Regions from separate parts of the Mus musculus genome. Here all the other regions are linked to region 1. The links are chromatin contacts, called in public ChIA-PET, HiChIP or PLAC-seq and promoter capture Hi-C maps. All regions are on one chromosome and are shown on one strand. The core of a region is the stretch at or near the end of the contact, and the rest is flanking DNA. Distances in the headings are between cores, read along the strand shown. Region 1 holds the start of Mdn1 (midasin AAA ATPase 1). Region 2 has its middle 88 kb from the start of Gm52717. Region 3 overlaps Map3k7 (mitogen-activated protein kinase kinase kinase 7). Region 4 holds the start of Srsf12 (serine and arginine-rich splicing factor 12).

Evidence for each region. Promoter capture Hi-C pulls out the DNA fragments that hold promoters and counts their contacts. ChIA-PET counts read pairs in DNA pulled down with a chosen protein or histone mark. HiChIP or PLAC-seq counts read pairs in DNA pulled down with a chosen protein or histone mark.
Region 2: a contact with region 1 is called in a promoter capture Hi-C map of neural stem cells. The contact joins the enhancer-like site here to the promoter of Mdn1 in region 1. A contact is called at or near these places in 6 of 39 promoter capture datasets (the C10 cell line, cranial neural crest, frontonasal cranial neural crest and 3 more), 1 of 484 Hi-C or Micro-C datasets (embryonic fibroblasts) and 1 of 115 datasets of contacts at active chromatin or transcription factors (bone marrow-derived macrophages).
Region 3: a contact with region 1 is called in an H3K4me3 HiChIP or PLAC-seq map of pro-B cells, with 8 times the contacts expected there. The contact joins the enhancer-like site here to the promoter of Mdn1 in region 1. A contact is called at or near these places in 16 of 39 promoter capture datasets (the 3T3-L1 cell line, 3T3-L1-derived adipocytes, the C10 cell line and 9 more), 2 of 484 Hi-C or Micro-C datasets (the AML12 cell line and nephron progenitors), 11 of 115 datasets of contacts at active chromatin or transcription factors (bone marrow-derived dendritic cells, bone marrow-derived macrophages, embryonic stem cells and 6 more) and 2 of 9 other capture datasets (adipose tissue and liver).
Region 4: a contact with region 1 is called in an RNA polymerase II ChIA-PET map of memory CD8 T cells, with 223 read pairs. The contact joins the promoter of Srsf12 here to the promoter of Mdn1 in region 1. A contact is called at or near these places in 7 of 39 promoter capture datasets (cranial neural crest, embryonic stem cells, liver and 3 more), 1 of 484 Hi-C or Micro-C datasets (embryonic stem cells) and 2 of 115 datasets of contacts at active chromatin or transcription factors (embryonic stem cells and memory CD8 T cells).

Annotation. Positions count from the first base shown.
Region 1 is chr4:32,654,497-32,661,399 of GRCm38.p6, forward strand. Mdn1 (midasin AAA ATPase 1) reads left to right here and starts at 2,623. Exons shown (of 102, transcript NM_001081392.1): 1 at 2,623-2,856. The coding sequence starts at 2,755.
Region 2 is chr4:32,069,177-32,076,003 of GRCm38.p6, forward strand. No RefSeq gene overlaps it. Among named protein-coding and RNA genes, the nearest start is that of Gm52717, 88 kb to the right of the region's middle. Within about 2 kb of position 5,570, at least 107 of the 459 cell types and tissues checked have an H3K27ac peak or open chromatin away from gene starts, as enhancers often do. A contact at or near this core is called in hippocampal neurons and neural stem cells, where this site is marked.
Region 3 is chr4:32,007,571-32,015,096 of GRCm38.p6, forward strand. It overlaps Map3k7 (mitogen-activated protein kinase kinase kinase 7), which reads left to right. Exons shown (of 16, transcript NM_172688.3): 13 at 2,746-2,851. Among named protein-coding and RNA genes, the nearest start is that of Map3k7, 47 kb to the left of the region's middle. Within about 2 kb of position 3,446, at least 41 of the 459 cell types and tissues checked have an H3K27ac peak or open chromatin away from gene starts, as enhancers often do. A contact at or near this core is called in adipose tissue, bone marrow-derived dendritic cells, bone marrow-derived macrophages and 2 more, where this site is marked.
Region 4 is chr4:33,204,217-33,211,538 of GRCm38.p6, forward strand. It overlaps Srsf12 (serine and arginine-rich splicing factor 12), which reads left to right and starts at 5,056. Exons shown (of 5, transcript NM_001372518.1): 1 at 5,056-5,154. The coding sequence starts at 5,090.

The sequences.
Region 1 (6,903 bases), core at 1,373-3,872:
TTTAGCATGTTTCAAGTTGACATAAAACTAGACAGGACACTTACTCTTGAAGAGGACCCAGGTATGGGTCCCAGCAGGTAGATGGCTGCTTAGGAACCAAGCAGTGGTGTTGCATGCTTTTAATCCCAGTTCTTGGGAGGCAAAGCCAGGCAGATCTCTGATTTGAAAGCCAGTCTGGTCTACAGAATTAGTTCCAGGACAGCAAGGCTACACAAAGAAACCCTATCTCAAGAAACCAAAAGAGCAAAAGCATGGCTACTTGTGACTGCCTATAATTGCAGTTCCAGGGGATCCAGGCCCCTTCCTGGCATCTATGGGCTTCTGCATGGTTGTGCACCTAAAAAATGCAGGTCCACACATACACCTTGTGATGGACACTTTCAATCCTAACATTTGAGAGGCAGAGGCAATCTAAATGTGGGCCTAGTCTCTTGTATATATCAGGTTCCAGGACAACCATGGATATATAGTGAGATCCTGTCTCAAAAGAAAAAGAGAGACAGAGAAAGAATAGAGGGACTCCAGACATGACTCAGTAGTTAAGAACTTGGATCCTCTGATTGTTAAATGCTCTTAACAACTAATGCATTTCCCACCCTCCCCCCAATGAATCTTTTTAAAAAGAAAGTAAAATTAAAGAATGAGTAAGCTGAAAAATCAGGTCAAGAAACTCCCAAAAGGAACCCAAAAGGAAAGCATATTTAAGAAATATAGAGGACAGAAATAGATGTCGGGCAGTGGTGGCACATGCCTTTAATCTCAGCACTTGGGAGGCAGAGGCAGGTGGATTTCTGGGTTCAAGGCCAGCCTGGTCTACAGAGTGAGTTCCAGGACAGTTAGGGCTACGTAGAGAAACCCTGTCTCCCTCCCACAAAAAAAAAAAAAAAAAAAAAAAAAAAAAAGAAAAGAAAAGAAAAGAAAGAAAGAAAGTAAAGGAAAGAAATGTGCTGATACTGAAATAATAGACAAAAAAGTTTAAATAGAAATAAACCCACATGGTACCAAATGAGAGACTACATCTAGATATGTGCTGATATCTAAAGACAGTAAGAAAACATCTTAAAAGTTTGTAAAGTACTAGAATAACTTTTTGAACCAAATTTTCCTTGATACAAAGTATTAAAATACAATTGCCTTTCTAAAGTGAAATCATAGGTATGCAGCTGTAGTCATTAAGTAAACTAAGATAAACGCTATACAATAAAGAGAAACGTCAATGGTGCAAGTGTACGAGTGTACACTCCTGAATCCCCTGTTTCATCGAGCATCAAAAACCATCAATCTTAGTTCTTTTCTCTTCTTTTCTGTTTTTTTGAGATAGGGTTTCTCTGTGTAACCCCGGCTGTCCTGGAACTCACTCTGTAGACCAGACTGGTCTTGAACTCAGAAATCTGCCTGCCTCTGCCTTCCAAGTGCTGGGATTAAAGGCATACACCACTGGCCGGCTAGTCCTTTTCTTGTACTTTATTCTGTATCCATATCCTCTGCATCTGATTGGATCCCTGGATTTTATTTCATTTTTGGTGTGACACTTTCCACAATATACCAATCTGCTGCTGCTCTGGGGGTTGAATGCCTTTCTGGGTGTTCATTGTTAGTGCCTCCACAGCTGGAAGAAGCTTCCTTTCTCTGCACTTAGAGTAAACTTTTATCCAAGTTCTTTGGGTGGGTTTCAGAGATTGAAATCAGTTTGCCAGACTTAGGGGAAAGCATCTTTTAACTGCTGAGTCATCTAGTCAGTTCTCACCACCAAAAAGCAAAGCAGCCAGGTGTTAAAGTCACGCCTTCAATCCCAGCCCTGGGGAGGCAGAGGCAGGCGGATCTCTGAGGTCAGAGGCCTGCCCTGTCTACAGAGCAAGTTCCAGGACAGCCAGGGTTACAAAGAAATCCTATCTCAAAAAAACAAAACAAAACAAAAACTGGTGTGTGTGTTGTGTGCCACATGTATGTATGTATGTATGCCACAGAGGCCAGAAGAGGGCGTTTTATCTCATAGAGATGGAGTTACAAATGGTTGTAAGCTGCACTATGCTGGTAATGGGCTTCTTTATTGTCAATCCCTCTCAATATATTTTGTTTGACATCATTATAGGTTTAACTTGTTCGTGACCTTCATCTTAACAATTCTAACTTTGTGCACTCCGCAGCCTTTCTGGAATCATTATTACTACGGGGAGTATGCGCGAAGTGTGTGAAGGCCCACACGTGCCATGGTGTAAAATAGAGGTCACAAATCAAACTCTGGGCATCAGGCTTGCATTACAAGAGCTTTTAGCCGACTAAGGCATCTCACTAACTCCTACTCTTTTTTTAATTAAGCAATTATTTCCAGGATTTGTAAGAATACTTCAGGGCCATTTTTCTCAAAAGGTCACTCTTTTTATGGGCAACAATCTTGGACAGCGAATCCGCTTATCTTTCACACAGGACCTGTGTTGATACAGAGTAAGTCACTGTGCGCTTAGGTCGCACGCGCCGGCAGCTCCTCGTTTGGCGACGCGAATTTCACTCTCAGAAGGATCAGTCAACCGGCTAACCTCAAAAGCTACTTCCGCTTCCCTTCCTACTAGCAGTGGCGCGGCAGTGACGCATTTCCGCCCACGGGGGCGTGGCAGTAGTCGCGCCGCCGCGGGTTGATGACGCAACGTGAATTCCTTCACCACGTGTGTGTCTGCTTGCCGGCTTTCGGGGGTCTTCTTGCCGTCGTGGGTTTTCGGCCGTCACCCCGCGGCCCCGTGGCCGCGGCCGGAGACTATGGAGCACCTCTCTGTGGAGCTGGTATCCGGGCCGCTGCGGCTAATCGCCGCCAAGAACGAGAAGAGCAGCGGCGAGCTGAACAGGTTCCTGGCCAAGTCGGTGAGCGTGGGCGAAGGGAGGCGGGCCCGGGTCGCGGAGCGCCGAGTCCCGGGAAAGGGCCTTTGTTTTTCGGGGTCAGCTTCCATTTCCTCGCCCCCTGCCCGGCGCTCAGGCCCTGGTGGAGTTCATGCCCTTCAGGAATCGGCGCGGTTGGTTTTTCTGCGAGGCTGCTTCTGTCCGCCTCCCCACCCCCCAGACACGTGCTTTTCCTTCCCTTTCCCCACCCCTCGGATGCTTTTAAGGATGCTTTTCTTTACTTTGACCCTTTGGCCCACTGACGAACATCCATAGTATTTTTTCTGGGCGTCTCAATACACCACTGAGGAGACGCAAAAATCTTGTCTCTACACCCGGGGAGTTCGCGTCTTCTTCGGTGACCGTTCATAACAAACAGCTGAAGGTTTTAACAAGACAGTTAAATTGGGAGATGAAAGACTTTTTAAATTTTATTTTTTTTATTTTTATTTTTTTTACCAAATGAGTCATGTGTTTTCAAGAGCTTTGCCGTATTGGCTTTTGCCTGAGTTGAGCATCCTTACTAGACAAGTTTTCACTTTGCGTTTTAATTTCTTTCTAAGTTTCCTTACCTGCTCTGTCTGTAAGCTTGAGTCAAGAGAGACGTGATTTTAATTTTGTAAAACTCTCAGCCAAGAGTGCATAAAGTACATACACACTCCATTGTTTTAGCAGTCAACAGCAGTGTAGCCCATCCAGTGGTTCGCAACCTGTGGGTCGCCTAAGACCAGCATATTTACATTACGATTCATAACAGTAGCAAAATTACAGTTATGAGTTAGCAACGAAAATAATTTTATGATTTGGGGTTACCACAAAATGAGGAACTGTATTGAAGGATTGTAGCATTAGGAAGGTTGAAAGTCACTGTTGTAGATGAATGAACCTGAGCCATTTGCAGCATTGTAGAATTCGCCAGAGAAAATTCTGAGAGTTTTTCCCGAGGTGTTGAACCTACTTTCTGTCACTGAATTACACCCTTAGCCAAAAGGCATCTTGTTTGTTTTTTCCTTTTGAGATAACATCTCTATTATGTAGCTCTGTATGTCTCCGAGTTCACTGTGTAGACCAGGTTGGCCTCTACATAGACTGCTAGGATTCAAGGCAGGTGTCAAGACCAGCTTGGCTCAAAAGGCTTTTCTGATACTAAATTGAATGTGAAAAACCAAACCTAGTGGGATACATCTCCTGGATGTCTGTCCTGTGTGGCTCCCTTATCAAAATTGCTGTAGGTGGACTCAGCATGAATAGGCACTCTAGAGAGAAAATGGTTTTTTTGTTTGTTTTGGTTTTGGTTTTAAGAGACAGGGTTTCTCTGTGTAGCCCTGGCTGCCCTGGAACTCACTCTGTAGACCAGGCTGGCCTCGAACTCAGAAATCTGCCTGCCTCTGCCTCCTAAGTGCTGGGATTAAAGGTGTGCACCACCACCGCCCAGCAAAACTTTACTTTTTGAGACAAGATTACCCGTAGTCCAACCTGGCCTCCAATTTGCTGTATATCTAAGGATGACCTTGAGTTCCTCATTATTCTGCATCTGTTTTCCAAGCACTGATTTCGGGCTGTTACCATGGGCTTAGTTTCAAAATCTATATGCGTTGTCACTGCAACTGTGATGCCTCCTCTACTTTGACTATTGTCTACATTTACATTCATAGAGAGGAGGGTGTTTACAATAATACCAAGCATAGATAGCTACAGGGACATAACATAACTGGAGATTTGTGTACATAGAGGACAGAAGAGGGCGTCTGATTCTCTAGAGCCCTAGTACAGGTCTCGGAGCTCTGCCGCCTCTTCCTCCTTGCAGCAGGACCAACTCCCAGCCAGTTACCTAACTTTATCTCTGTTTCTTTCCTTTTTTTTTTTTTTTAGAGACGGTTTCTCTGTGTAGCTCTGGCTATCCTGGAACTCACTCTGTAGACCAGGCTGGCCCCGAACTCAGAAATCCACCTGCCTCTGCCTCCCAAGTGCTGGGATTAAAGGTGTACGCCACCACGCCTGGCTGTTTCTTGATTAAATACATATAATGGCTTTAAAATAGAATTGTTGTGGATAGCGGGGTTTCTAGGCTGATGATGTGGGTCAGTGAGGGAGTCTCTGCCTAGCATGCTTTAGGGTTGACCCCCTGGTGCTGTCACAGCAAAACAGTACAACTTCCAGCAGTATCACCTCGGGCCTGTGCTCTGCAGTGGGAGGTTTAGGCTCTTCTACTAACTTGTCAGCCGCAGCTTTGATAAATCTTAGTAATTCTGCTAGTTGAAAAAAAAAAAAAAAACAAATAAAAGGAGATGACTCCTAAAGTATGGAGAAGATTTTTATTACACAGCTATAAGGGGAAAGTAGGGGAAGAGTCCAGGCTGAACATGGCTGGAAAGGGGAGGGTGGCGGAGAGCAACAGAGGAGATGCTGATTAAGAGAGGCACCCTGAGTTAGGTGGCCAGAGACTGGGAACCAGGCTGGGGGAAGAGAAGCCCAGCTTAATAGGAGGGAGGGGTTTTTAGGGTAGGGATGGGGTGAGGGCTGCTGGAGGTGTGTGGGGGGGAGCCACAGCTTGCTCACTTGTGTACTGAATGAGACATGTCTTAGCTTTGAGACCTACTAGTCATTATAGCAAAGGAACTGAATTGGTTGCTTTGTGTTTTAGTGTGCTTTTCTCTTTTTCAAGACACGAGTTTGTGTAGTCCAGGCTCTCCTTAAACTCAGAGATTCACCTGCCTCTGCCTCCAGTGCTGGGATTACAGAGCCACTACATTCAACTGGTTGCTAAGCTTGATAAAAGGAGTGCCTGAACCACCCTAAAAATGTCTTTTCTGGTTGATTATTTACTTTTACATTTAACGTGTGCAGACAGCTCGTAGGATGTCCTCTCCGTTTACCACATGGATACTGGCAGTCGCCTTCACCTGCTGAGCCATCTCACTGGCCCAGTATTTGGTAGTTTCATCAGTGTCTTGAGCTTCCCTCAGACTAGTATGCATGTTAACCACCTAAATAAAACCCACTCAAGCTTTGTGAACGTAGATACCTGTGAGGCTTCTCCAGCAGCTCTCATTTTGCAAAGAGGCAGAATTTCCCAAGAATGCAATTGCCTGGGTGGTCTGGTAGACTTGGATTTCCGGGGCAAATCCTTGAACATTCCCTGCTTCGTTGTTGTTCTGACAGCCAGGACATGGGCTTGCAAGCTGGGGCCACAAAAAGAGAAAGTCAGTTACATAATTAATTGTCCTGTGTAACTGCTGCCTCTGCATTTTCACACTACTTATATGTGTTGGTGAGTGAACCCCTCAGGGCTTCATGGATGCAAAATAAGTAACCAAGCTGGTCCCCAGCCCTAAGTTTCATTGTTGTTTTGGGGCTTAACTATATTGTCCATTCTGTTCTAGAGCTCCTGAGCTCAGCTACCCCCCTGCCTCAGCCTTGTGAGCAGCAGGAACCGTAGGCAGGTGCTGTTGACTAGCTTTCTCCAGCTGTGGCGATTACAGGCATGTGCCACTATGCTTGCCCTCATTACTGTAATTTCATTAAGTAGTTTTATTTATGGCAGGGAATTGAGGAAACTTAGGACAGTGCCAGTTTAGTAGTTGAATGTGTCTGCCAAGGCTGGGGATATAGCTCAGTAGTATAGGAACTTTGATTCATAGCACTGCAAAACAACAACCTGTATCTACCAAAAATAGGAAAAATCTTGGCCCCTAATATTTGCTGTCATTTGGAAATAGGGCCTTTGAGAACATAAGAAAATTATCTTAGTTTCTTTTTGTTGTTATTGCTGCTGTGATAAAATGTCCTGACAAAAATGCAATGGAGGAAGAATTTATTCTGGTTCATGGGCATTGTGTCTGGGAACTCACTCACATGAAGCTGCTGTGCCTATGTCCACAGCCAGGGTTTGAGACCATGAATGCTGTTTTTTTTTTTTTTTTGAGACAGGGTTTCTCTGTATAGCCCTGGCTGTCCTGGAACTCACTTTGTAGACCAAGCTGGCCTTGAACTCAGAAATCCGCCTGCCTCTGCCTCCCAAGTGCTGGGATT
Region 2 (6,827 bases), core at 4,320-6,819, 580 kb before region 1:
TATCTCTCACCCTATGTGAAACTCAACTCCAAATACAATACTCTTAACATAAGACCCAAAAACTCTGAAAATGCTTAAGGAAGTGCAGGAAGTATCTATGAATACACAGATGCAGGTAAAGACTTTCTGACAAGGCTCCAAAAGCTCAGGAAAGAAGGCAAATGGGATTTTATAAAACTAAAAAGCTTTTATTCAGCTCAAGAAACTGTCACTTGAGTAGAGAGACTGACTATGGAATGGGTGAAAAAGCTCTGCTAACTACACATCTGATGGAGGACTTGTATTTGGAATATGCAAAGAACTCAAGAAACTAAACTTCAAGAAAACAAACAGAGTTATGAAACTGAGCAGAGTCCTTGAGAGAAGAAAGGCAAACAATAATAAATACATTTGAAAGTGTTCAATACCATTATTTATCAGAGCACTGCAAAATGAGAACTATTTTGAGCTTCCATCTCACCCAAGACAGAATGGTTATTGTCTTAGTTAGGTTTTTGCTGCTGTGAACAGACACCATGACCAAGGCAACTCTTATAAGGACAACAGTTAACTGGGGCTGGCTTACAGGTTCAGAGGTTCATTCCATTATCACCAAGGCGGGAACATGGTGGCATCCAGGCAGGCATGGTCTTGGAGGAGCTGAGAGTTCTACATCTTCATCTTAAGGCTGCTACCAGAATACTGGTTTCCAGGCAGTTAGGATGAGAGCCTTAAAGCCCACACCCACATTGACACACCTACTCTAAAAGGTCACACCTATCCAACAGGGCCACACCTTCTAATAGTGCCACCTAGGCTATACAAATCTTCACAGTTTTCAAGAAGACAAATGACAGGGGTAGAGAGTTAATTCAGAGGTTAAGAACATTTGTTGCTCTTGCAAAGGATTTAGATTTGGCAACTCACAGCCATTTGTAACTCCATTTTCAAGGGATCCAATGCTCTCTTCTGGCTTCAGTAGGTAATGAATACATGTGGTGGAGATACACATGCAGGCAAACACTTATACATATAAATAATATAATAAATCTTAAAAACAAACACTTTAAATGACAACAAATACTGCCAAGGGGGTTTATTAACCACTGTGGGTGGGAGTGTATATTGGTGCAGCCACTATTGAAGTAATTTGTGGAGGTTTTCTGAGTCTAGCATGGTCACAGAAGAGACATTGTGACATGGCTCTCACCCCTGTAACAGAGCCAGCAGGGTGTGGGCCTCCACAAGTGTTGACAGTTGCTGGGCATGAGACTATGTATATGTCTCTCTCTCTCTCTCTCTCTCTCTCTCTCTCTCTCTCTCTCTCTCTCTCTCTCTGTGTGTGTGTGTGTGTGTGTGTGTGTGTGTGTGTGTGTGTGTGTGTGTGTGTGTGTGTGTGTATGTATTTCATGTCCCTCCTTCGGGAAATACTCTCCCTCCAAAGTTATCTGGAAATATCCTCTCTGCCAAGGTTAATTACTCCATGATAATGAGAAACATTATGCGTTCAGAAGGCTAGGGTGTGTCTATGTCCTTAACAAACATGGTTGAATGCTGTGACCTTCAGGACAGCCCTTAAGGCTGTGGGAAAGAACTCTGAAAACATGAGTTCAAAAATATATAATTTCTCAACTATATAAAAATATAAGGGTGCAATATAAATTATATGAGGGGCTTCATGAACCTAAAAGAACAGAGGCAGCTACACTATGAACCAGCTTGTCAGAAAGATAGAAAGACCAGCAGATTCCTGAGTTCAAGATCAGCCTGGGACAGAGCAAATTTAAATTTAGGCATGGGAGTGGTAATCTCAGAGCCAGATCCCACCCAGCTAGCTTATTGTCTGTGCTAACAAAGGCAAGTAGATCTCTGAATTCATTTGCAATGTTAAGAAAAATATGCTTGCTGTCTTTTCCTAGGAGTCATGAAACTAAGCTCAAAAATGCTGATTGGTGGGACAATCAAAAGGGGACCTGGGGTGGATGATTGAATTGATATGTAAATAAAAGATTGGGCTTTGATCTGGGAGAGCTGAGCTGTCTGGTGATCTTCAGAAAGCTGTCTAGAACAGAACACAGGTTGTCAGCTTGTACCCACAATTTGACTTCCAGTCGTTCTTTTTGCATTTCCTCAGAACCCCTCTCCAAACTGAGGCTGGTTCTTGGTATGTTTTTTTGTTTTTTTTTTTTTTTTTTTTTTTTTTTTTTGGTTTTTCGAGACAGGGTTTCTCTGTGTAGCCCTGGCTGGTCCTGGAACTCACTTTGTAGACCAGGCTGGCCTCGAACTCAGAAATCCGCCTGCCTCTGCCTCCCAAGTGCTGGGATTAAAGGCGTGCGCCACCACGCCCAGCTTCTTGGTATGTTTTTAAAAAGCTAAAAATATATTGACCACATGCTTCAGCTATTCCACTTCTGGACATATACCCAAAGGATTCCATGTCTAACTATAGAGATACTTGCACATCATAGTCCTTGCTACTCTATTCATAATATCTAGGAAGTGATATCAGCCTAGATATCCACCAACTAATGGATAGATGATGGACATGTGATACATATACATAATAGAATTTTATTCAGTTGTAAAGAAAAATGAAACCAGGAAATTTACAGGAAAATGGATGGTGTTAGAAAATACACTTCTGAGGTAGCCCAGGACCAGAAAGACAAACACTAAATGTTCTCTCTCATATGTGGATCTTAGTCTCAGACTTTTAGATTTGTATGTTTAATTTTGGGGTGTCTATAGGGGTCAAGAAGTTACAAAAGGCAAATGATAACAGGGAGGAGAGAGGCCTTAGTGAGAGAAGGGATAATAGAACATATGTGGTACAAAAGTAAGGGAGGAATTCTGGGAGTTAAAGGTTTCTGCAGGGATGAAAGCAGGTTATCAAAGGAGAGAATAGGGTGAAAAACTGTATAAAAACACCTATGGGAAACAAGGCATTTGCATGGAAGTACCCTGCCTCTGGTAGACAATGCTCTCCCCAGAAGACATCGATCATTAAATGAAATTCTTAGTGACTGGTGTGTGATACCTCTGTATGAATTACTAGTCAGAGAAGCCCAAAGGTCCACAAAACATCACATGTTGGTTTGTTCTTAGTGGTCCACCAAAATAAGATTGTTGAAGACCCCATACACTTTGGTTGAGAACAGAGAGAGATTAAGGTGGAACAGATCTGAAAAATGTCTCCCTGGTGGCTTTTATAATGTCAAAAGGTGTATTGAGGCTGCTGGGGAGGAAAAGTCATTGATGGACTTACTCAGTGCCAATGAGCATTACCATATTGATCTGCTGTGTAAGATAGGTCCATGCATCCGATAGTGACATAAATGTTATGGTGGTAAACAACCACTTTATGACTGGATTTGAGACCTGCTCCACAGGAGGGAACTGGTACTGTAAACCTGGTCAATACTCAAGGCTGGGGAGGACTGCCTTTCTAGGGGAATCTTATACTGATGTTTTCCTATCAGGACATGTTGTTAAGCTGCCTTCTAAATACTTAGGATTAATGCTACTCTCAACCTTAGTCAGGGACATTTCTTTCCACTGTGGGTAGCAGTCAATGTGCTGAGAATAAGTGTTGAGTGTTCAGCCTTGTATTGGTTCCAGCAAGGTGCAGGGGATGCAGTAGAAGAGAAGGTGACAAGAATACAATCCTAGCAGATGAGGAGAAGCACTGTGAAGAGCTGTCTTCTGGACATGGTAGAGCCCTCCTGCCTTCAGAGAAGCTGTGGTTAGTTGCAGATGATCAAGTCAATCAATAATACCAGCATGGGTAAGGAGGGGCTTGTGGGACGCCAGCCCTAACTAAGATGCTACAGGCAATGGATGGGTACTGGGGACCAGAGAAAAGAGAACATGAAGACAGGAGGTATAATATTGGGGAGTCCAAGGCAAGTCTCAGGGGGAAATAGGAGAGCAGATATGAATAAGACACTATTGTATTTGTGTATGGATTTGTCAAAAAATATTTAAAAATATAAATACATGAAAAGAGGAGTTGCAAAAAAAAATCAGATCTTCATGGAGGATGGGGAGAAACTAGAGGCCTCTTACTGCTTGTAAGTAAAACTTTTAAAAATGTTAAACTTTGGGCTGGAAAGATGTCTCAGCAGTTAAGAGCACTGAGTGCTCTTCTGGAGGTCCTGAGTTCAATTCCCAGCAACCACATGGTGGCTCACAACCATCTATAATGGGAGCTGATGCCCTCTTCTGGTGTGCCTGAAGACAGCTACAGTGCACTCATATACTTAAAATAAATATTTTTAAAAATGTTTTTATTACATTTATTTACTATGTGTGTGTGTGTGTGTTTATAAACACGTGCTTAGCATAAGTATGAGACCAGGGACCATCCGACATGATTAGACCATTTCCACCACGTGAGGTCTGGACACCGAACTCAGGCTATCAGGCTGGGCGGCAAGTGCCTTACCTGCTGAGTCCTCTGTTGGCCTGCTGAAAAGGGAAACATACATACCCACGTTTCAGAAACTATAACTCTAGGTGCGTACCCCAAAGGAGAGAAAAACTTCAGTATACAGAGATTTTTGTAATGATGATCATGGGAGCATTTCTCATAATTCTTTTAAACCAGAAAAAAAAAAAGCCCTCTTCTGATGAATGTGTAGTGCTATATGTTGGTACAACGGAATATTATTCAGTTTTAAAGAAATGAGCTGAGGCATGATACAATATGGATGGATCTCCAACACGATACAAGGGAAAGTAAGGCAGACACAAAAGACCACAGGTTCTGTGGTGTCTTTCAGTTGAGGGTCTATCTATGAAAAGTTAATGAGCAAGTTCCAAAGCAGATTAGTCTTTGCCTAGGGCTGGAAGAAATGACTGAATGGACAAAGGGGATTTTCTGATGAGGTGTATTTATTCTATAAATATATATTATGAAGGGGCTCCATAAAGTCAGTCCCAAACAGACTAAAATATATAGTTGTAGTGAATATTAAGGTATATAAATTATACCTTTAAAAAGGGTGCTTAAAAACCAATAGACTCTCTCAAAAATGGCAATGGTATTTAAATGAGTGATTCAATAAATTGAGAAATATTTCAAAGTGTCGAGGGTGGTGCTCAAGGAAGACTTGTTATCGTGGAATGCCCTCTGTGTTTGACGCTACTAAGAGACCTGTGGTCAGCCATCTCACAGTTGGCTGTCACACTCAACTTAACCTCAGCCTCTCAGCTGCTTCAGATTCTCTCAGTTAAAAAAAAAAAAAGACGTATTTATTTTTATTTCATGTCTATGAATGTTTTGCCTGTGTGTATGTATTTGTTCCATATGCATGTCCAGGGTCCATGGAGGTCAGAAAAGGGCATTGTGACCCCTGGAACTGGAGCTATGGGTGGTTGTGAGTCACCGTGGGGGTTCTGGGAATGGAGTCTCCTGCTCCGCCAAAGCAGTAAGTGCTCTTAACCCTGAGCTCCAGTCCCTGATTTAATCACCACGGGACTATTCCTCTTGGGGCTGGGATTATTTTTTCCTTAGCTCTCTCTTAGCAGTCAGAAAGGACGGTCCATTCTTCCCTCTGACTCATCTGCTTTCTTTTCCACGTGGCAGGAGAAGAAAAGAGTTTTCAGTCACATCTTATGTCTCTGTGTCAGCAATTCAATTGTTCCCTTAGCAACCGTCCTTTTACTGCTGGCTTTCCCAGCTACAGATGCAGCAGTGCTCTCAAAGAGCTTAGATCACAAAACAGCTTGGGCCATCAGCGCCGCCGTGCCAGAAGCTGCTTTCTAAAAAGGCCAGTGTCTTTCAAGAGCAAATTATTTTTAAAACAATATTCAAGCCGAACATAGCATTTTTAGGCAAAGGCGACTATGGGGACACCACCAAGGAGAGATGCCTTTGAGGCGGGCTTCACCAAGGGAGGGTGCGCAGCCACCAGCCACGCTCACTGTTCATCTCCTTTCCCCGCGGACATTATGGGTCACAGGGGAAATCAGGAGAAGAGGGGAGGGGGCTGGCACAATGCAAAGCTGGCGATTCTTCTGCACACGGAGGGACTGAAGCATTATCTGTGCATGTGAAGCATAGATTTACCATTTTCTCGTCTCGTTGTTCACAGGAGCACTCTGCCCTTGACAGAACAGTCATCCTCCGGTACTTGGGGAGAATTGATTCTGGGAGGCCCTTCTCCTAAATATCAAGATGTGTGGATGCGCGCATCGTTTTCTTATGTTTACAGGGAACCTGTGCAAACCACCTGTCTAATTTAGTCAACTCCAGGTCACAGGCAATGCCTTAAACAACGTCCCATATTGTTTAGGGAACACTGACCTGAAAAAGCTTGCCCTGTGTTCCAGGAATTCACATCTCTTTAGTTTTCCAAATATTTCCCACCTGCAGCTGCTTGCCCACGGATGCGGGGCGCAACGTTCTCTTTAGATCGGAGGCATAGTTCCCTGTAGTATTTCACAATGGAACTTTTCCAAGAGCTGGCGTGAGGAGAAGAGAGGCCCTATAAACATCACCAGTAAGCACCAGGGTTTTGGAGTGAGAAAAGTGGAGCAGGAGCAGGGGAGATTGGTAACCCGCGGATAGGGTAAACAGAGGCAAGTGTTGACCTAGTGGAAAGAAATCTGGGAATACACCCAGGCATCAACTCAGCTCAGAACCCCACTTCTAGACCCACATAAAGAGAAGTCTGATGGATTCGGCTCTTCTCCCCTGGAGCCAGTCACTTGCTACTAGGACAGGATCGGGATAGAGAAAATTAGCGCAACTGCTCCGAGCCCAGCCCTGCCAGGTGGACTGGGAAGACCCAGGCCAGTCCCATGGAAGAGGCTGAGAAGATCTCTGCCTCCAGGAGTGCTTTGGC
Region 3 (7,526 bases), core at 2,196-4,695, 650 kb before region 1:
GAAGAATTATTTCCTCTAGACTTTAGAGACATCAGCGTGGGCCAAACCAGGAATTAGAGTTTTGATGCTGGAAAACTTGTAGTGCTAGCTCTCAAGAATAAAAAACCCACGAGCTTCTCAGAGTGCTGCCGAGTAAGCTCCTCAGCTGTACCTGGGGCTTCTCCAGGGACAGTTTCAGTTGCCTTAGCACTAGCCCTATGGACCATTTGGTTACTCTCAAGTTAACAGCTCAGGGTTGGAAGGAATCCTTTCTGTTTCTTTGTTTCTCTTTGGATAAGCAAGATTATACAGTAGAATTAGAGGTGCCTTAGATGAACCCCAAGCTCCTGGTGTGTAGAAGGAAATTGGTATACATCTTTTTCTGTAAGTGAAGTTTCAGGCAAAATGCCTAGGACACTTAGGGCAGGGAAGGGAGAAGGGCCTTCCATTGCTGACTGCTTGAATGCCTGCTTCTCCGCTGGTGAGAGGCTCCTGCTAGATTTCAGGGTTAGGGCTCCTCTCCCTTTTACAACACCCAGATTTTCCATGTCGTAGAACACCTCACATCAGTACTTCTTAATTTGTTTGGTTTTAAAATATATTTTTAATATTAATATTCTATTAACATAACCTAGAGTGCTTTTTTACATGGTTTATCTTTTCTATTTAACTTCATTTTTTTCTAGTTGTTCACATTTTTGTTGTTGTTTTAATGGGAGGTGTGGATGTGCAGGAGTATGCAGGCGCCCGAGGAGGCTGGGTGTGTCAGATCTCCTGGAGCTGGAGTTTCAGGCACATGGGAGTCATCTGATGTAGGAGCTGAGAACCTGGCCTGGGCACTGTAGGAGAGCAGGGAGTGCTCCTAACAACCCGTCATCTTTCCAGCCCCTGTTTTAACTTATGTAAATTAGATTCATCTCTTAGGATCACATTTAATTCATCCTGACTGTTGGATGTTATGTTATGTTATGTGTTTGTCTCTGTGTACGTGCACATATGCATGCTACATGTGTGTGGTCCCCAAAAAAGGCCAGAATAGAACATCAGATTCCCTGGTGCCAGAGCTGTGAACCTCCTCAGCCCCCTGGAAAGTCAGCCCTGTAGAGACAGGAAGCACTTTTAACCACCAAGCCATCTCTACCCCAGGGTTGGGGGTTGTGCTTTGTTGCATTTTGTGCTTTAATGGTGTAGTTTGCGTTTGTTCCTTTTCCTGGTAAACTAGTCCATCTTTATTTTAGACTCTTCTTTATCCTCTTACCATCTCTGAGGTGGAATAGGTACATTTCTCATTTCTCATCCCCTTTGCCTTTCTAGGTGAAAAGTTAGATCATGCCACTTGTAGTAAATACCTTGGAGATTTTAACATTTGTACCAAGCCTGCTTTTCCTGAAAAACCCAAGCATTTTAAAAGCAATGTTCTTGCTTATCCTGGTTTTATGATGCTGTAGATTATATTTCTGTGTTGTTTGGTAGTTTTGTAAGTTCATTACTGTCTTCTTACCTACTGTTTTCAGTATGGAGAAGACTAGTACCCATTCTTATCAGGATTTTCTTCAAGGAAACTGAATTTTAGCCCTTTGGTCCAGGAAAAAAAAAAAATTCTTGTTAAGTAAAGTTCCTGCTTAGACATTCCTGTTGTAGGAGTTTGTGAGGTAGGTAAGGTGAGGCTTATCATTTCAGATGCTGTTCTGAGCACATTCTTCACTGTTCCAGGCTGCGGGCAGTCTTCTGCCAGCATTCTCTGGCTTCCGTGGTGGCTGAAGCTCATGGTTTGTGAGTGCGTGTTGAATATTTCTTCTGAAAAGCATGAAATGGGTTGTGTTTCTGGCTTTGAGGGTTTTTCTTCCAGATTTTGAAATATACACATGTATGTGATGGGACACCTGGCTCATAAGGCCCAGGCCTGAACTTGCCATGCATTTGTTTTCTCTGTACAATATGCATCGCCTGCAGGTCACTTAAATGATGGCTTCAGTCACATGAGGTGTTTGTTAGGTACACAGTTTCTACTTGTGGCATCTTGTGAGCACTGGAAGTTTCAGGTTTCAAAGCATTTCTAATTTCAGATCTGTTGACTTAGGGACACTTCACCTGTAGCTGCCATTTCCCTCGGGAGGCCACTTCTATTTTTTGCTTGTCTGTTTTCTGGAATTTGACCATATCTGACCATGTGAAACATGGGACATGCGTCTGTCTCATTTCTCATACTGTCGCTCAGTTCTGTCTTCCTTCATTTCGTGTCCCTGTACAAGGGACTTTCATGTTCCTCCTGCTTCTGCCTCCAAGTGCTGATCACAGCTGTCTGCCACCATGCTGGGCTTGCCAACTGCTTTTATTGGAAGGTTTTTCATTTTTTGCTAGTTTTCTCTTTCCCACAGAACAAAGCATTCCCGAGCCTTGGCTTTGAGCGGGGATTAAGCAGGCCTTCTCATCCTACAGAGAATTGGTGGCTCTGTTACTAGTTCCTCAACATAACAGACGATCCAGGGTTGTAAAGTCTTAGCATTGGCAGCTTAAGGGCTACCCGTCCGCTTTTGTTTTGTGGGCTTTATTTCTCTGTAAGTTTTGAAGAGATGCTATGTATGAATGCATAGTGAATTTGATATACACTGACTATATACTTAGAATGCTGCTTTCAAGAGTCTTAGGCATCTACTAGTAAAAATTGAAAATGTTTGCCTCTTATTGGATGTGAAGATGTGTCTTGTAATTCTTTTTTAAAAAAAGAAAAAAGTGACAGCTTTTCCTCCTACCGTTTCTTCACAGGTGAGCAGCCGGTCATCCAGCCCTAGTGTCAGAATGATCACTACCTCAGGACCAACCTCAGAGAAGCCAGCTCGCAGTCACCCGTGGACCCCTGATGATTCCACAGGTGACCAGTCTAGTTCCTTGTAATACAAAATGGATTGACTTGAGGCATTAATCTTTACAAAGACAAGCATGATGTCATTATTTAGATCTTCATGTTTATAAAATCAACCACTTGGCAGTAGCTTTCGAAATGCCCTTGGAGTGTTATGGCAGAGACTAAGTGCTTTACCCTGTGTGTGTTTTTCCCTCCCACATACTAAACACGTATATTAAAAATAGTCAGATTTTTCCAGTTGGAAGCATGTGTTCTTGTACTTCACTCTGTGATTTTTGTATCATGATTGTTCCTGTTGGACCTTTTCAGTAACTACAATTCCCATATCGCTAACAATGACCACCAGCATCTTTACTTGACTTTCTACTTTTTATTAATAATGTTTTATACGTGAATACAGTATATTTAGACCATCTCGAACCCTACTCCAACTCCTCCCAAATATGTCTCAGATCTGCGTTTAGTCTCCATTGTGTGTATTCCTGATACATGACTGTGTCGTGAAAGGACATTTTCACAAAAGTATCTCATGCATAATGAACATACCCCGTACCACTCTTTTCACCCACCCTCCTTCCTTTAGTCCTCATTGTTCCTCTTAGACAGTTTCACTTCTACTTTGATGTCTTACACAAACGTGATTCTATGTATCTGTAAAGTTAAAGAACCACAAAGGAGTGAAAACAAATACTTTTCTAAGACCAGTTTAACTTGTTTCCAGTTGCATCCATTTTCCTACAAAGGACACACTGGAAACTCTATTGTGTATACCTGTGGCATGTTCTTTATCCTCTGTTGTTGGCCATCCCAGTGAGTTCTGTAGCTCAGCTGTTATGTATAGCGCTGCAGTAAACATGGATGTGGAAGTACTGCTGTGATGCGCTTGTCGAACAGAAGTCCTTTGGGTAAACATCCAGGGGCCTATTTTAGTGTTTTTAATGTTTTGAGGATCTTCTGTAGTGATTTCACAATGGCTGACAAGTTTACATTTCTGCCAGCAGTGTACATAAGGGTACTCTTCTGGCAGCTGAAGTGAGATTACAGCAAAGTTCCAATTTGCATTTTTCCCCAGTGGCTAGTGAGGTTGAGCAATTTCCATGTTTTCCTCATAAGAGTATCTTTTATTCTTCCACAGTTTCATGCATGTATACAATATATCTTGAACATCCCCAACATGATTATCCTACTCCTTTTGGATCCATTCCCCAATGCCCCTTCCTCCTTTGTCTTCTTTTTGTGACCCACTGAATCCAGTTACTGTTCCCCAAAACCCTAGGGTTTGGATCAGCCACCACGCTTGGGCAACCTAGCAGCAGCCACACCCCTCCAAGGAAAATGCTTGTAACTCCCCTTCCTCCAGCAGCTATCACTTGCTCAGCTAAGGGTGGGGCCTCATGAGCCTCTTCGCCTTCTATGCTGGTTTATTGATTGGCTGATCTTGTGTGGGTAGCCACAGCTGCAATGGATTGATGAGTGGAATACCTAGACCCTGTCCATCAGCCAGCATTTCACCGCCTCCTGAGATCCTCTGGTTCTTGGATTCTTTTCTCCTCTTCTGTGATATTCCCTGAGCCTTCTTAGGTTGTTGATACAGCTGTCCCACTTAGGACTGAGCACTCACAGTTACTGATCCTTAACACTTTAACCTCTCTCTCCCTCCCTCCCTCCCTCCCTGAGTTAAATACTACAACTTCAAAAAGAATCTTCTCTAGCCAGGGTTGAAAGCCACTCTAATCCATAGGAATAAATATCACTATTTAGAAGCAGGTTGATAACATGTTAATATAGCAAGATAACATTAGACTCCTCTCTAGGACCTAGGACCTAATCAGGGCTGGTTTTGACCAGGCCATTTCTCTTGTGTTTATTAGCCACTTGTATTACATCTTTTGAGAACTGTCTAATCATTAGTCTGCGTACTGATTTGATTGGCTGCTTGCTTTCTTCAGGGTTTTATTTTTGTTCTTTTATTTTTATTATAAATATACATACACAGCCATGAAAGACTTTTCCCCCCACTCTATAGACTGTATTTAACTTGTTAGTGGTTGGTTGGTTGGTTGGTTGGTTGGTTGGTTGGTTGGTTGGTTGGTTTGTAGGAGGAGCAGGATCTCACAGTGTGTATATTACTTCTGGCCTCAAAACTTACTATGGTAGACCCTGTGGGCTTCAAAGTCACAGCTAATCGCCTGTCTCTGCTCACACGTGCTGGGATAAAGGCCAGCACGCCCAGCTTAGCTGTTCTTTTGCTGTGAAGAAGCTTTGGAAGTTGATGAGATCCCTTTTGTCAGCTGTTAGAGTTATTTCCTGAGTGTCAGCCTCTGGTTTTTAAAACACAGAATATGTGTCCAAGTGAGAAATCTATTTGGCAACTTTTCATACCTCATGAGAGACTTTATTTCAAATGCATAGACATTTGAAATCCTTTTAGTTTATTAAAACTCCAGTGTAAATAGCTCAGTTTATCATAATGGCGGATTAAAAATACCTGTGCAAAGGGAGGGATAGTTTTCTCATGAGAGCACAGTACTGTGATGTCTTAGCACACACGCAAGCACTGTATCTAAGGAAGATCTTGTTCTGTGTTTTAGTACAACAGAAGGGAAGGAAGGTGGTCTCATAGACCTTGGAAAATGAAGTTGTTTGAAATTAAGCAGGTTGTTGTGCCACACCCCTTTAATCCCAGCACTCAGGAGGCAGAGGCAGGCGGATCTCTATGACATCAAGAGCAGACTGGTCTACAAAGAGAGTTCTAGGGTAGCCAAGGCTACACAAAGAAACCTGTGTCAAAAACAAAAAGAAAGAAAAAAGTACCAATTAAACTGAAATTTTGAAGTTAGTTTACTGTCTTCACAAACTATGTTTTCAGTATTTATAGATACCTGGTATGGCCTAGTCAGGTTTATAGTTTCATTTTAAAAATTAAATGAGCAGCTTTTCCCTGTGTCATATAATTTAGAACTATGTTTAGCAAGGGGTGTGTACTGTCTACTTTGGGTAAGTTAAACACTTATAGTAGCAAAACCTCACCAAGATTCCTGTCCAGTGGTGCATAGTGAAGTGCTCTAGCCATTGGGGTGACACCAGCTGCTGCTGTTGTTGTTGGGCTGTTGTTCTTGATGATGATGATGACCACAACCCCCCCCCCCAAACTAAGGGACTATTCTCCCTTGCATTGCCTTAGAGGGTTTCCTAATTTCAGCCTAGATTCGTACATGGGAATCAACAGTGTGGCACAGGAGAAAATCAGATCTCTTTAGATGTCTGCTATCCACTGTTTTCTACGCATGCAAACCCAGATATCCTGCTCCTTGACCCGAGTGGTACGGCAGCCTATCAATCACTAAGTGTTTTACCTGGGCCCAGGCTGCAGTGCCCGCTAAATTTTGTCTTTGCATTGAAATAATTGCAGCTCTGTCACTACATAGGATAGGTTATAGAGAACAGATGAGGAAAGCCGCCTTCTTCTCATAGACCCAGGAAATAACCGGAAGTGTAAACATAAGATAAAATAGCATAACTATTAAATTGTTCTGTATTCTTCCAGAGAAAATCTAAAGAATATAACTTAAAATCTTAACAGATAAATACTCTCCTGTTTCAGTTTACACTGTTATGGTTGTAAAGTGAGGCAAATACTCCCCCAGGGCCTAGAAACAGCAATATCTTGACACAACTTAAGAATTTACAGAGACACAGACCCACTTTCTTCTATGCTTAGAACCTTGCAAAGATAAATATGAGACATAGCCCATTCGTGGTGACCATGCCTAGAGTTGTGACACACGGTAACAGTGAACTTGCCATATGGCATGGTAAGCTGCTAACTTTATAGTTAAGCTAAATGTTTTAGTAGTTAAGACACAGATTAGTTAAGTAAGACCCAATGATCTCCATGGCTGTTCATACTTTCAGTCACATATGAGAGAGAAAAGAAAACATCCACAAGTGTGTCATACTTACTTTCCTATTGCTGTGATAAAGAATAGGAAATCCTTGAATAACCAAGGATCTTATTGGGGGTTTACAGTTTCAGAGTATTAGAGTCCATCACCATCATGGCAGAGAACATGGTGGCAGGCAGGCAGCCAACCATATGCTAAAGCAGCAGTTGACAGCTCATATTCTGATCCACAAATAGGAGCCAGAGAGACAGACCCTGGAAATGGCACAAGTCTTTTGAAACCTCAGAGTCCACCCCCAGTGACATGCCTCCTCCAACAGACTACATCTCCTAATTCTTCCCAAACAGTTCAGTGTATAGTTCAAGGGTCTGAGCCATGGGGGCCATTCTCATTCAAACCACCACTAAGGGAATGCACCTGTGAAGAAGTGAGGGTGCTAACATCTGTTGTGTTTGAAAAAACAGAAATTTTGCCTTACTCAAATTAACCAAAACAAGTGTAAGTTTTAGTATTTCATGAAAAGAGGTCATGTTTAATTACTAAGTATAAAAATAAATTTTCATGCTGTAACTATGCTATCTTGTGACCAGTTGTTTATATTAGAAACTAGAAGCTGTAATCCAACTTAGGCAGAAAAGAGAAAGTGAAATGCCATGCGTGTTACTTGTTGATTTTAGAGAACAAAGATGAAATCCAATAAAGGGCCTTAACTAATTGTCCCTTCATGAACTAACACACTACTTCTGAAATCTCAGCAAGTTCTCCTTCCCTCTCAA
Region 4 (7,322 bases), core at 3,806-6,305, 550 kb after region 1:
TGTCTCTTCGGATAGGTGACGTGGCTTCTAGAACAGGCCTCTGTAAGCAGGTGGGTGAGTGGAGATGAATAAAGTAGAAAATTGGAAGTTAGGCACCTCCAAAATAGCAGAAAAAGTACACAAGAACCTCTAGACACCTAGAGGCACCTGTAGTTTTGAATACAGTAAATCAACCCTAAAGATTTGGCAAATTAAGAAGAAAGAGCCACATCCAATGCATTCAAGATCTCAGTTCACACTAGGCGATATTCTCATGGGCTTCTGAAAGAGATTGACATGACCCTTCCTGCTTAGGTTATCATAGAATGGGGCTTGACATATTTCCTAGCCACAGCATAAGCATAACACTCATAAAAGAGGTGATCATATGTTCTCCAACTGGGCTATATGAAATGGTGTCTTATAGACAAAGTGTGTGTGAGGGGAAGGAGTTATAATTCATCCTGTATACATCTCCTATCAGCTGGGGATATGGGTCTGTGGTGGAGCATTTGACTGGCAACACAGGGCCTCAGGCTCAATCCCTACTACCAAACACACCAAACAGCTCTTCCAGCAACAACAAAACCAGCAAACAAAACCAAGCCTCCCTATCACCTTCCACACTAAGGTTAGGACCTGGTTGGGGTAGTTTAGGGCTGCTCTCACTAGCGGAGGATTACCGCCATCTGCTGGGCAGCTGCAGCATTAACTCTTCAAATTACCACACGCATCAAGGCACACACACAGGACCAAGCACAACTTAATCTCTCAGTTAGTTATAGTTCTCCTCTATGACACTCAAAACCAAAGCCAGATAACTAATCTGGTTAACTTATGCTAATTTGACGTGTGTGGTGACACACATCTGTAAATTGGTATTTGAAGGGTGGAGACAGGATAGTCTCAGGGCCAGCCTGGATTATACAGCAAGTCAGTCTCTGTCTCTGTCTCTCTGTCTGTCTCTCTGTGTCTTTGTCTGTCTGTGTGTGTGTCCCTCTCTTCCTCCCTCCCTCTCTCCTTTCTTCTCAGTCTACCCCTTCTGTTTCAAGATTTGACTTTTTGATAACACTAATTAGATTCAGTGAAGAAATAGAAGAAAATCTAGTTATCTTACACAGCCACATGCATTATATATATATATATATATATATATATATATATATATATATATATATATATAATTTAATTCAGAATAATAAACATGTCCTACTCAGTCTGATAAACACCTTTGGCATCTTTTAAAATCAGGACTACTCCCAGTGCTAAAGTGCTTCTAAGCAAGCATGAGGACTGAGTTCCAGTACTCAGTACCCACGTAAACACCCATGTATCTGCAACTCCAACCCTGAAGAAGATCTCTGGAGTTTGCTGATTAGCAAATCTAGCTGGCCCAGTGAGCTCCAGGGGCTTTAAGAGACCACGTCTCAAAAGATAAGGTAGGAAATGATCGAGGAGGACAGCTGACCTCTAGTCTCCACACATGTGTGCCACAAATGTGTAAACGCATATATATCACACACACACATACACACATAGTCTTAGATTCTAAACTTTACTAACAACCTAGATAATACTCGTCTCCTCTCATGCTCTTTTTCCTAAAAGCTAGTGATGAGAACTGAGACTCAGTTTGGCGTGGTCCTGTGTAATCATCTCTCTCCAGTTAAGCCTCCATCTTTGAAGGGAATCTCTTTATTAAGACACAGTATGTTCCAAGAGAAGGTAAGATTCTGTCCTGTAGAGAAGTTCCTTATGTTCAGGAAGTAGACAGCTCAGAGGAAGTCCCTGAAACTGACCTGATATACAGAGACCTTCCTCCTCATGCACATAGAAGCTGTAAAGACTGTTGAGAGACTATGGGACACACTAAGCTGCCTGGAAGATGCTCAGACCAGCTGAGTTGCCTGGAAGATGCTCAGACCAGCTGAGTTGCCTGGAAGATGCTCAGACCAGCTGAGTTGCCTGGAAGATGCTCAGACCAGCTGAGTGCCTGGAAGATGCTTTCCAATTTGTTGAGCTGCTTGTAGGTTGTTCGGTGAACTAATCCCAGCTTTCCTGAGCTATTAAGGATACCAGAGTGAGCCTTGGTAATGAAACTGTCTGAGTTATTTCTACTCCTGTAAATAACCCTCAACCACATCCCTGTAAGTAACCATAACAAAACTCATCCGTTTACCAAGCTGAACTTTGGTAGTATCTGTACTTTGGTCTGTTGTGAGTACATATTTGGTCACATCCCCCCAGGAATAGTGTCACACAACACAAAGTGGCTTATGGACTGCAATCCTAGTACTTGAAAAGGTTCTCTGCAGTGACAGAGTATAAGGTGGGCAAACAGTATGAGCAGGAAAGTCTTAGCTAATCCTAGATTCCAAGTGACAGCCACTGTTCTTAGCTATGTTAACAAGATGAGTCTTAGGAGTAAATACCCAAATATCAGATACCATTCCCTGTGCGCCTCTGCTTTCCCTTTTAATACTGTAATTACATGTTGCTGATTTGTGCATGTGTATGGGTGTGGCATGCATATGCCAAATTGTACTTGTGCAGCTAAGAGAACAACTGTTGGAATCTGTTCTCTCCTTCCCCCATGTGGGTCCTTGGCATCTGTCTCAGGCTGTCAGGTTTGCTGGCAAGCTCCTTTACCTACTGAACCAGCTCAACAGCCCATCTACTTTCAATATAACATAACAGTGATTTAAGAAGTTTGTCTGTTTAGGCAAGCTTTAACAATTGAAAGGGAGTCTGACTTTTTCCTTTTCCCAATATTCTTTATAGACCTGCAATTTCTCATTTCCTCCTCCTTCTCTTCCTCTTCTTCCTCCTTTTCCTCCTCCTCCTTGTGGACTGTCACAACGCTGGCACTCAAGCCCAAGGCCTCACGCTCACTAGTGCCCTGTCACGGATCTACATTCCAGCTCTGTGGCAGGGATTTCAATTGCATCTTTTTAACTCTACTTTTTTTTTTTTTTTAAAGTAAAATAGAAAAGCATGGTGGTGCATGCCTGTAATTCCAGTGGTACAGAGTCTGATGTGGGAGGATTGCTGCAACTGCAACCCTACCTGGGGCTACAACTGTGAGTACTAAACCAGCCATGCTATAAAATGAGACCCTGTCTCCAAGGGGAGAAAAGGTAAAAATAATTATAGTATCTAAATGAGAAAAGATACAAGGGCATCTCAAAATACTTTAAAAACAGAAGTCCTGTTTTGGGGAGAAAATAAGCATGAAATAGACCAAAAATTTTCAGGAAGATCTCCCTAGCCACGTTGTCACTCTAAGCTAACTTTTTATTCTTTTCATTTAAAATGTTTCTATTTTAATGGAGGAAAGAGGGTTACACTTGTGTGACATGTGCTGGAGAAGGCTGCAGGGTGACTCTCACTCCACAACTCCACAAGTATGTCTTCTCCCAAGGTGGCATCCCTCACTAAAACTGAAGATTTGGACCTCTCCATTTCTTCAGGGATTGCTGGCCATTGAGTTCCTGGGATTCACCTGTCTCTGACCTCACGATGCTGAGGTCACAGGGGTGTGGCTTTGTGATGCTGGGTCACAGGGGTGTGGCCATGCCCAGGATTTTTACAAGTGGGTGTTGGGAACTCTGAGTCAGTGCACTGTAAGCACTCTTATGTACTGAGCCTTCATCACAGTCACTAGGATCATTGCACTCCTTCATACACCTCTGAACTCTGTACAGCATCGCCTGCTGCTTTGAAGAGATGATTCAACAAAGCAGTACTTTTGGTTATAAAGCCTACAACTTTGGATGAATATGATTTAAAAAAAAAAATCTAGGACACGGAGGGCTTTTAGTCTGGACCCTCAAGAGTACCAGAAAAAAACATCGAAAAAGCAATAACACATAGCTATATTAGTTACTGAACATGGTTGCTTAAGACACCGGCCAAGCTTAATGCAGTATTCCTTTTGTCAAACTATTATTTTTATTGTATGTGTAAGTGTTTTGCCTACTTGTGTGCCTTGCATCCCACTGAGGCCAGAAGAGGGTGTTGGACACCCTGGAACTGTAAGCCACCACGTGGACACTGGGAGAGGAACCCGGCCGGGTCCACTGCAAGAGCAGCAAGCGCTCTTGACTGCTGAACCTTCTCTCCAGCCCCCACCTCGAAGCTACCCCGGTGTAATATCATTTAGTCATCTGCACTTGAAAATGTTCCTGCCTCAGGCTCTCCTACAGGAAGCTGTTGTACTAAAAGAAGTACTTAGCTGCTTCAAAACAGATCTAGAAATTGTAAGAGTAGATCTATGCGCTATCAGTAATGACAGGTCTCAGTTGGCTGGCCTCCAGCTCCTCTATAGTAGATAACTTTTGACCTCCCTGCCATCACTCCTCACCGTCCTCCCCCCCCCCCCCCCCATGCCCTGGGATGACAGGTTCTGCCATAGTCTCTGCTCAGGTACTGGAACAGCGTGCATCCTGCAGGCTAGACAATCACTCTTCCATTGAGTTACATCCCTAGTCTTTTCAAGATAAGTTTCATTAAACCACCAAATGCGTGGCATTATTACACCAGCTCCACTAACCAATACACAGTACTCTCAATTTTCCTAGCATTAAACCCAGCCTGATGTGGAGCCCACTACAAAAGGAATTCTAGGCCTGAGTAAACAAGCAAACAAAAGACCCCAGCCTGCTCTCCCGTCTGGGTTTCTTTGATGCTTACCCTGTTTATTGCCTCGAGGCCTTTTTGCTTAAGCTGCAGTACTGCAGCAGTTCCCCCCACCCCCACCCCCACGCCCGTGTTCAGTCTTTCTTCCCTGAGGGTCGAGTTGATCTCTTTAGGGAAAGGCTGTGGCTAAGCTTGCATGCCCACAAGTGGCTCCCTGACCCTGCACATGGCTCTTTCGAAGCCCTGTCATGAGATCTTTTTCTGGGGCTGTTTGGGAGAGGCAGGTCTCCCTTGGAGCACCTAGCTGGCCTGCAGCGATGGGGGATCGGATCTATTCCCTAGAGGCCCGGGCAGTGGCAAGGTCTGTGCTCGCGCGGCCGCGCAGGCCCCGCGCCCCCCGCCCGCGTCTGCGGCTGCGCGGCCGGCCCGGGAGGGGGCGCGGCGGGCTGCTGGGAGCGGGGCCGCGAGAGGCATGTCTCGCTACACCAGGCCCCCCAACACCTCCCTGTTCGTCAGGAACGTCGCAGACGCCACCAGGTGAGTGGAGACCGGACCCCGCGGGGGCACGGGCCGGGGCGCCGGGTTGTCGGGGTACGGGGTGGGCAGTGGGGGGCTGTCTGGATGACGATGCCGCCCGGGTACCCCGGGTGCCGAGCTGCAAGCTGTTGGGGTGCCATTTGGGCGTCAGGGTACCGGTCTTGTGTTGGGGCACTGGCCGGGTGTTGGGAATGCTGGCCAGGTGTCGTAGGGGTGCCACTGCGGGCTGTCGGAGTATCTGGGTTTTGGGGTGTGGGCGAGGTGTTGGGGTGCGGTCGTGATGTCAGGTGTTGGCCCGGCGTCAAGGTGCGGGCTGGGTGGCTCCGGCTGTGGTGGCAGTGCTGGCCCTGGCTCTGGTGGCACTGCGCTCTGCAGGCGCCGCCCACTAACCTTCCGGAGGAACTGGGGCTGTCTCCTCCCCAGGATGCACACCTTAGGCCTTGCAATTTCCTCTGCACTGTTCAGACAGTGATTATGGCCCACATTTAATATACAAAAGACTAGTCAGTTCGATTTCTATGGTTTTCTTTGAGTCCTGGGAACAGTCTTAGGCTTCATTATGGTGCAGGAAGTCTTTATTTCCTCCATCCCTCTTTGAAAATTCTGTCCAGATGGTTGCCAGGCATAGAGCTGAAGAAATGCCCTTTTTTCAGACTAGCGCACCTTTTCCTTTAATAGGAGCCGGAGAGAGAATGGGAGGCGTGACACTAATAGACACCTTCATCTTTCATTGGAATTACTTAATCCCCCGTTCTAGTTCTGCCATCTTGGCCACCTATGGAAAAGTTGAAGTTCAAGGGTTTTAAGGAGTTACCTGGACCTAAACAGGCACAAATGTACGCAGCTCTTCAGTTGTTAGTTATCTGAAGTAATCATAATGTATGTTTTGTTTTGTTTTTGTTTTTGTTTTTGTTTTGTTTTGTTTTGTGAGAGAGAGAGAGAGAGAGAGAGAGTAGTATCTAGTCTAGGCTGACCTTGTACTTCTGATCCTGTTACCTTGGCCTCCCTCCCAAGTCCTGGCATTGCAGGTGACCCCCACCACCAAGCTGGGGATTTACTTTTAGGAGAATTAAGAACTTTAAATTTAATCACTGTAAATATTTATGTCACTACTGTAGACTGTGAGTTAATAGAATTTTAAAAGATTCCTGGGTTTTATGGTTCTTCTCTACCTGTTTATCCAAACATCCTCACACAGGAAGCAAAATTAATATTTGGGTAGGCTAAAAGCAGTTAAACAACTTGAACAATAAGCAAAAGGTCTTCATGGCATGCTTACAAAAGAAACCCGGGAGATTCCCAACCCTAGTGGCCACAAGAGCGAGGCAGAGGAATACAGATGAGTGGGGGTACCAGCTTATGAGACGTAGTAGAATGGTACAGACTGCAACAGGTGAGCATGTGTCCTCGAATGGGAAGTCACGTTGCCACCTTTTCCAGTTCTAGAGAATCAAACCCAGTCTGTACATGCTGGGCTCCCTACAGAGCTATACTTACTGGGGCATCCGTTCAATTTTGTAGCCCAACCAGGACTTGGGTTTTCCCTCTTTCTACTTCAGCCTCCCCCATAGCTGTGATTATGAGCATGTTACACACACACACACACACACACACACACACCTCAACCCCTGCTGCAACTTGCCTCAACCTACTTTCAAGAGAAGTCAGAAACCTGGATTTTTGTGTACATTGAACGAATTTTAAAACATTAGCATTACTAGCTATATAAGAGGCCAGCCTGGTGTCTCCATGAGTACAGATGCAAGTCTGAAGATCTGAGTTCTATCCCTGGGACCTACACGGTGGAAGAAGAGAATAACTACCCCCTGTTGTCCTCTGACCTCACATAAGCCACACCCACACATACCATAACTAAATAAAGGTGTGTTAAGTTGAATAGTGTGAATTACAATTTTTGTAGATCTAGAAACTATAAAATATTGGCTATTTCATAGAGTTTTCAGATGTTCAAACATTGTGCATACTAAGTAAAACACATCTGGGGGTGTTACTCAGTAGTAGATTGCTTGCCTTAAATGCAGGAGGCCTTGGCTTCCATAAATGAACAAACTAATAAAAACATGTTTTCATGTGACTACTAACCTTGGGTCCAGGTAATCCTTCACCAAGTGCAGAGACTGATAATTGGGAGTTAGTAAGTCTTTTTT